Regions from separate parts of the Delphinus delphis genome. Here region 2 is linked to region 1. A link is a contact called in public Hi-C data. All regions are on one chromosome and are shown on one strand. Each heading gives the region's core, a stretch centred on a gene start, on an enhancer-like site or on the middle of the called end of the contact. The rest is flanking DNA. Distances are from core to core; before and after follow the strand shown.

Region 1 (3,196 bases), core at 280-2,779:
CTGCTAAGGCTGCTATCAGGTGGTTCCTATCAGTGGCCCCAGATTCTTTTCTGGCGGGCCCTCCTCATCCCTACAGATGCTGTAGCACTCAGAATTGCCTTCCTGTTCCCACGTAGCAAATGACTCTTTGTCAGACTTTTGTACATGCTGTTTTCTCCACCTGGAATTCTATTTCCTTACTCCTCCCAAGGCCCAGGTCAACTCTCTCGGCTGACTTTGCTGCCCCTTCCGGTATATGCCTCTTCGGCACTTTTTCCCTCACCATTTTGTGTTGAATGACTTATAGGTTTGTCTACCCTTTAGCCTTTGGGGCCATAGGCTGTCAATCAATTGTGGGTATCTGGCACACGCACAGTAGGAACTCAGTAACACAACAAAAACCTCAATAAAGATGCTGAGTTAGCAAAATTGCACTGGAAAAATATGCTTCAACTATACCTTCCTTGCTTCTCAACATCCACCTGTCTAAAATGACTTCAGCAGGTCATAGGGCTGAGAACAGGAAGCCAAGTCAGACATGCTTTCTGATCCCAAACTGAAACAGAGTTCAGGAGTACCCTTATCAAAATGCTTTCTCTGTATTTAAAGTATTAAGTTTATGGAGAACTGGATGTAAGTAGGTCGGGTTTCACCAGGCAAGTATGGAAAAGGGAGACAGGAACAACGCCATTGCGGTGGGGGGCAGTGGTTACAAAGAAGTATCATAGGAGGAGGGGTCAGAGAATGAGCCTGGAAGTGTGCGCCCGCAGTGCCAGAGTGGCCATGGTAAGGTCTGCAGGGAAGCATTCCAGGCAGAAGAAAGAGCAAAGACAAAGGCCTGAATAAACCTAAAGGTGGGAATAGCTGGAGCGTCTGTGTGTGTGACTTGTGGGCAGTGGGCACGATCAGAATTGCATTTTAAAAGAATTCCTTTGGCTGCTTTGTGGAGAACGGACCTAGGGGAAGGGCGGGAACGGAGACCGAGAAATAGGGAGGAGTTGCTGCAGCAGTGCAGGTAGATGATGGAGGGCGGGGTGGGAGCGGGGACGGCTGCCAGATGCATCTGGTGGGTGGAATCTATGGAACTTGCTGGTGGGGTGTACATGGTGCGTGGCGGAGGAAAGAATCAAGAATGACTTCCCACAGAGGAATATTCAGTAGTGGAGCAAGTTTGTGCCGGCAGGAGTGAACTCCCGACACCGGAGCGAAAGTTACAGGTGAGACAGGGCGAGTCCTATCGACTGAGGCCGACACTGGGATAGAGGATCCGTGTTCCAAACACGAAAATTCAGGGCTTCTCGAAAGAAAAACCAATTCCTCTTGTGCCGCTACCTTGCCTCCATCCCAAATCCCAACCCCTTCCCACTTAACTCCCGGCCCCACGGGCCAGAGCGCAGGCCGGGCGCAGGTATACTTACAAACTGCCTCTTGCCGCCTCTCCGGACCCCCAGGAGCATCCTTGCTGCGGGGGTTGGCCAGACCGGCACTGGACTGACAAGCAGATCTCAGAACCGAGTACCACTCCCTAAAGCACGCCGCCTCCAACGGGCCTAGCCCCAGACGCCTTTTGTACGCAACGGACTTCGCAACAACCACGTCTGCCATTGGCTCTGCTTTTCCCAAGACCAATCAGAGCGAAGGTTACTGCACACCCGTCGCTCATGGCAACCAGCGGGTACTCTCAAATCCTCTCCAGGGCTGAAATTGTGTGCGCTGTTCATTCTCTTATTGGCCAGTCACGTGTCGATCTCTGAGGCCATAGCCTATCCGGCGCCAGGGGAGGCAGAGGGCGGGCAGGATAAAGGACTTGGAGAGCGCGCAGGAGAGAACCCGGAAGTGGGGCGCCGCAGGTAATGTCGCGGGAGACCCAGAACTGGGCCCTGGCCGGCTCGGCCCCCGCCCTGGACTGGATGGAGGAGCCACGGCGCGGGAGTGTCAGGGGCCAGGCAGGTGACGCAGATGAGGGACGGGGCTTCTAGGGCAGGAATTTCCTGGTTCTTAGACTTTGGCTAATAATCAACCTCTTAAAGAACACCCTGCAGACGGGCCCCTGCCAAAGAGGCCGGGGCTGGGAGTGGAACGCGGGGCCGTGTGCCGGAGAGCCTGCTCAAGTGCCGTCTTGTATTCCGCTCATTAGATCCAGGCAGCCGATGGAAGGGAACACCCTTGATGGCACAGGCCCCATGCACGTGCCGTTTGGGCACATTGTGGCCAATGAGAAATGGCGCGGGTCGCAGCTGGCACAGGGGATGCAAGGTCGGTGGGCTCCCTCTACTAAAGCCCTCTCTCACCTTAGCCCACTTTTTTAAAACGTTCTACCTATTGCCGTCTTTTCATCCAAAGCTCACGGAACTTATTTTCTTTTCTGTATTTTAAGGAAAAATTAAACTCGTTTTTGAGGATGGCCTGACACCGGTAGATTTTTACTTGTCTAGCAGATCCTGCATTCTTTATATCACCGAAGCTGATTTGGTGGCAGGAAATGGCTACAGAAAGAGACTTGTTCGGGTTAGAAACGTAAGTACTGAATTAAAGAAACAAATTGAAAATTGACTTCTATCCCCCCTCTGTCTATCCCTTGGAATAATTTATATAAAACCATTGGCCATTCCAAGCACCCTTGGATAGCTTCTTAGTCTTGAATGGAATTTTGTTACAAAATAGTTTCCTGTCTTTTTTTTTTTCATTGAAGTCCAGTAAACTTCAAGGGATTGTAGTAGTTGAGAAAACTCACATGAGTGAACAGTACTTTCCAGCCGTACAGAAATTTACTGTGCTGGATCTGGGGATGGTGTTGCTTCCAGTGGCCAGCCAGACGGAAGCGTCCTGTCTCATTATCCAGTTGGTAAGTACTGATTCCTACTCCTCCACGATAGCCCTGTGTTAGGACTCTTGACTGACCTTCCTGGACCTGCTACTCTGACAGACAGCTGCCCTTATTATAGGTACAATCCATCAGGTCAATCTCTGTCAGTGACTGGTTTGGTTTCTAAAACCTTTTTGAGGAGTTTAAGTTCAGAAGCTGCCTCTGCAGCTATCTGAGCCTGCCCTCCATTCTAGGCAAGTATGTAACAAAGCAATCAAGTTGGAGACCTGATTTTAGCCTCCCAGGCTGTGATGACTCCATCATGCACTATTCTGCACTTAGGCTGGTGACCCTGTCAACAGCTTCTTCGCCTCATCCACACGTATCTTTTTCTTCTTTTTTTTTTTTCGG
Region 2 (3,196 bases), core at 247-2,746, 230 kb before region 1:
ACCTGTCCACCTGAAAGACACAAAGTGATCTTTCCAACACTGAAGTCTGTGCAGGATTCTTCAATGACTTCCCCTCCACTCCCTACCAGATTAACTCTCAACTTCTCTGCATGGCATGGAGGGCCTCTCACTCCTGGTCTCCTGCCCACCTCTGCAGCTTCATCTCCCTCTGCTGTCCCCAGAGCTCCCCAAAGAGATGCGCTCTCCCTTCTTTTACCGATTTTGTCCTAAAAACTACTCTTCCTCTGTCAAGGCCCCATTTGGCCCATAGGTGGCTGGGACCCTCCACCTCAGAGAATGGCCAAGGGCCAGAGTACCACCCAACCCTGGCCACAAACCACCAGTGAAACAACCAATTAAAGGACAGACTGCTGAGTGAGAACGAGCCCTGAACCTAGCGCTCTGGACCCGGGGGGGCTGCCTCAACATCAGGCCCGGCAAGGCGGCCTGGAAATGTAAATATCCCGCTAATATCTGTCGCTCTTCTCTAGGGCTGGTGGAAGGGTACATTGCTTAATCAAAATAGGGGCCTCTCTCCCTAAAACCCACAGACTTGGAAAATTCCAGCTCGCATGGCAAACTAGTAGTCCCTACAGTCTCCCCTGCCCCTCATTCCCTGAATGTCCTAAATCCTCAATGAAGACGCGCCACTTGCTCCCGTGGCCCTGCACGGGCCGCGAGTGCCCACGTCCCCAGCACCTCCAGAGTCGGCCAGAGCGGCACGGCCTTCCTCTCGAGCCTACGGGCAGTCCATTTTCAACGAAAAGAAGTGAACAGACCCAGAGTCCGGAACACCTCTTGGTGCTTCATAGTTTTCCTGGAGAAATCTTTACCCAGGAGGAAGACGAGACCCCGCCCCATGAGAGGCAGGCTAGCAGGGATTCCCTCCTCTCTCCCCCGCGCTTTTATTACCGCGGGGACCACGACAGCTCGACCCGATGCTCCGGACCCCCACCCCCACCCTCCCCTCCACCCGCCCCGCGAGGCCTCCCTTAAACCGCGGAGGCCACCCAGCCCGTGAACGACAGTGCTGCCCCAAGTCTGAGCTCCCGGGTTCCCGGACCTGCTGACCTGTCCTGGAGCAGCGGGAGTCAGAGGGCACATGCTTCGCCAACCCCACCCCTAGCCCCGCAAACACACCAGAGGGGCAGAGCGAGCCCGGCTGAGGACAGGAGTCGGAGAGCACGGGCGGGGCAGTCCACCCGGCGATGGGCCGGGGCCCTGGAGGCCGCCCGGAGACCGCCAGCCCAGCTTGGGGCGCCGGCTGAGGAAAGGAAAGAGCCCCTCCCCCTTCCAGCTCCGGGGCCCCGCCCGGCCTCTGGGCCCCGAGGCGCAGCAGTCCCGAGGGAAGGAGGGCGCGGGAGGAGACAGGAGGGAGGACACTTACTTAAAAGGCTACATAGTTTCACTCCCCGCTCTTCCCAGAGCGGCGCCGACCCCCTCCCGGCCCCTCGGTTCAGACCTCAGGCCCACCACCCCAACGCCGCAGATCTGCTCCACCGCCCACCCCCGTCGGGCGGAGCCGCGCCTCAAGATCTCTGGTCAGCCCAATGAGAGGTCGTCTTTATTCAGAGTGACGCGTGCGCAGAGCAATCATTGAGTCCGCCCAGCCGGGGGTGGGGCTCAGGAGGCACACAGCACTTCCTACTCAGGCTGGACCAGCCCAGAGCCACCGACTGCGCGTGCCCGGAACGGGAGGGGGCGGGGCCGAGAGCAGATCTGATCCAAGGGGTGGGGTCCAAGCTCTGTTGCTGGAAAGCGGGCTGGTCTAGAAAGGGGAGATTTTGGGAGCCGTCCCGCCCCGCAGATCGCCCTTTACTGCTCGTTTTGGGAGACGGAGGTGCCCAATCCTACGAGGCATACCACTCCCATCGCTGGCAGGGTCTAAGAGTCAGGGTACCTGGGTTCTAGCCCCTTCACTTGCATGGACGTGGCGTGATCTTAGCCCCCTTTTTTTTAATCGAGCCTCAGTTTCCCCTTCTGTAAAACAGAGGATTGGATCTGACGAGCGCTAATATTCCAGACCGTAATGGGGTGCGGAGGGGGAGATGGGGGACCTACACGTGACCTCCCGCGTGGGGCCCCGCCTATCCCTGGTCCAGGGGATGAAAGCGCCCAGCGAGGACGGGAGGGGGTGGGCGGATCCTAAGAAACCCTACCCGGCCGCCCTTGGCAGCAGCTAAGGCGGAGGGCGCGGCTCCGCGGCCGGCTAGCCCTGGCGACTGCACCGGAGGAGGATGGCGACCGCAACCCGGGCTTCGCGGGTGGCTACCGTGGAGGCGAGGACTGCGCAGAGATTCGGCGTGTGACTAGGAGCGCACCTGGGGAGGATGGACGAGGGGACGGGAAACAGCTAACGGGGCTCTCTCTCCGCGCCGAGTCCGCGGAAGCGCACGTCGTGGATCCTGAGCGGCTCTGTAGACAGCAGCGGCAGTGGCTAGCTCCTCTCAGGCCATGAGGAGTGCTCGGGCCGCCTGGCCAGGGGACGCCGTCGGGGCTGGCTGTGTCCTGCTGCGCTGAGGGCGTGAGGCTGAGAGGGGCGCAGGCGGCCGGACTGCGCCGGAGAGCAGCGCCATGGCGAAGGAGGAGTGCAAGGCACTACTGGACGCGCTCAATAAGGCGACTGCATGCTACCACCACCTGGTACTGACCATCGGCGGCTCCGCGGACTCGCAGAACCTGCGAGAGGAGCTGCAGAAGACGCGCCAGAAGGCGCAAGAGCTGGCGGTGGCCATCCGCGGCCGACTGACACCTCCGCTGCGCGACCGGGGCCTGGGCGCTGAGGAACGTGCCGAGTTCGAGCGCCTCTGGGTGGCCTTCTCTAGCTGCCTGGACCTGCTGGAAGCGGACATGCGGCGTGCGCTGACCTTGGGCACCGAGTTCCCGCTGAATAAGCCGCTGCGGCCGCTCGTGCGTACCGGGGTGGAAGGCGGCGCAGCAAACGTAGCGGCGCGCGCCCTGAGCGCCCGCAGCCTGCGGCACGAGGCGGAGCGCGGCTTCGACGTGGAAGACCTTCACCAGCTGGAGCGGGAGATCCTTCAGGTGGGCGAGATGATCCACGATATGGAGATGAAGGTCAACGTGCCCCGCTGGACGGTGCAGGCCCGGCAGGCGGCAGGCGCCGAGCTCCTGGCCAGGCCCAGCGCCGGCGTCTCCTCGATGCGCTGTGTGTCCGTAGAGCAGCGCATGGGGCCCT

What was found. A called contact is a pair of places that touch in the nucleus more often than the background predicts.
Region 2: a contact with region 1 is called in a Hi-C map of lung, with 5 times the contacts expected there. The contact joins the promoter of ANKRD27 here to the promoter of CEP89 in region 1. A contact is called at or near these places in 2 of 3 Hi-C or Micro-C datasets (lung and muscle).

Annotation. Positions count from the first base shown.
Region 1 is chr20:17,924,355-17,927,550 of mDelDel1.2, reverse strand. It overlaps CEP89 (centrosomal protein 89), which reads right to left and starts at 1,529. Exons shown (of 19, transcript XM_059999171.1): 1 at 1,398-1,529. The coding sequence starts at 1,436. It overlaps FAAP24 (FA core complex associated protein 24), which reads left to right and starts at 1,810. Exons shown (of 5, transcript XM_060000010.1): 1 at 1,810-1,925; 2 at 2,117-2,235; 3 at 2,357-2,496; 4 at 2,672-2,824. The coding sequence starts at 2,130.
Region 2 is chr20:18,151,135-18,154,330 of mDelDel1.2, reverse strand. It overlaps ANKRD27 (ankyrin repeat domain 27), which reads right to left and starts at 1,496. Exons shown (of 31, transcript XM_069540238.1): 1 at 1,388-1,496. RGS9BP (regulator of G protein signaling 9 binding protein) reads left to right here and starts at 2,290. Exons shown (of 1, transcript XM_059999930.1): 1 at 2,290-3,196. The coding sequence starts at 2,575.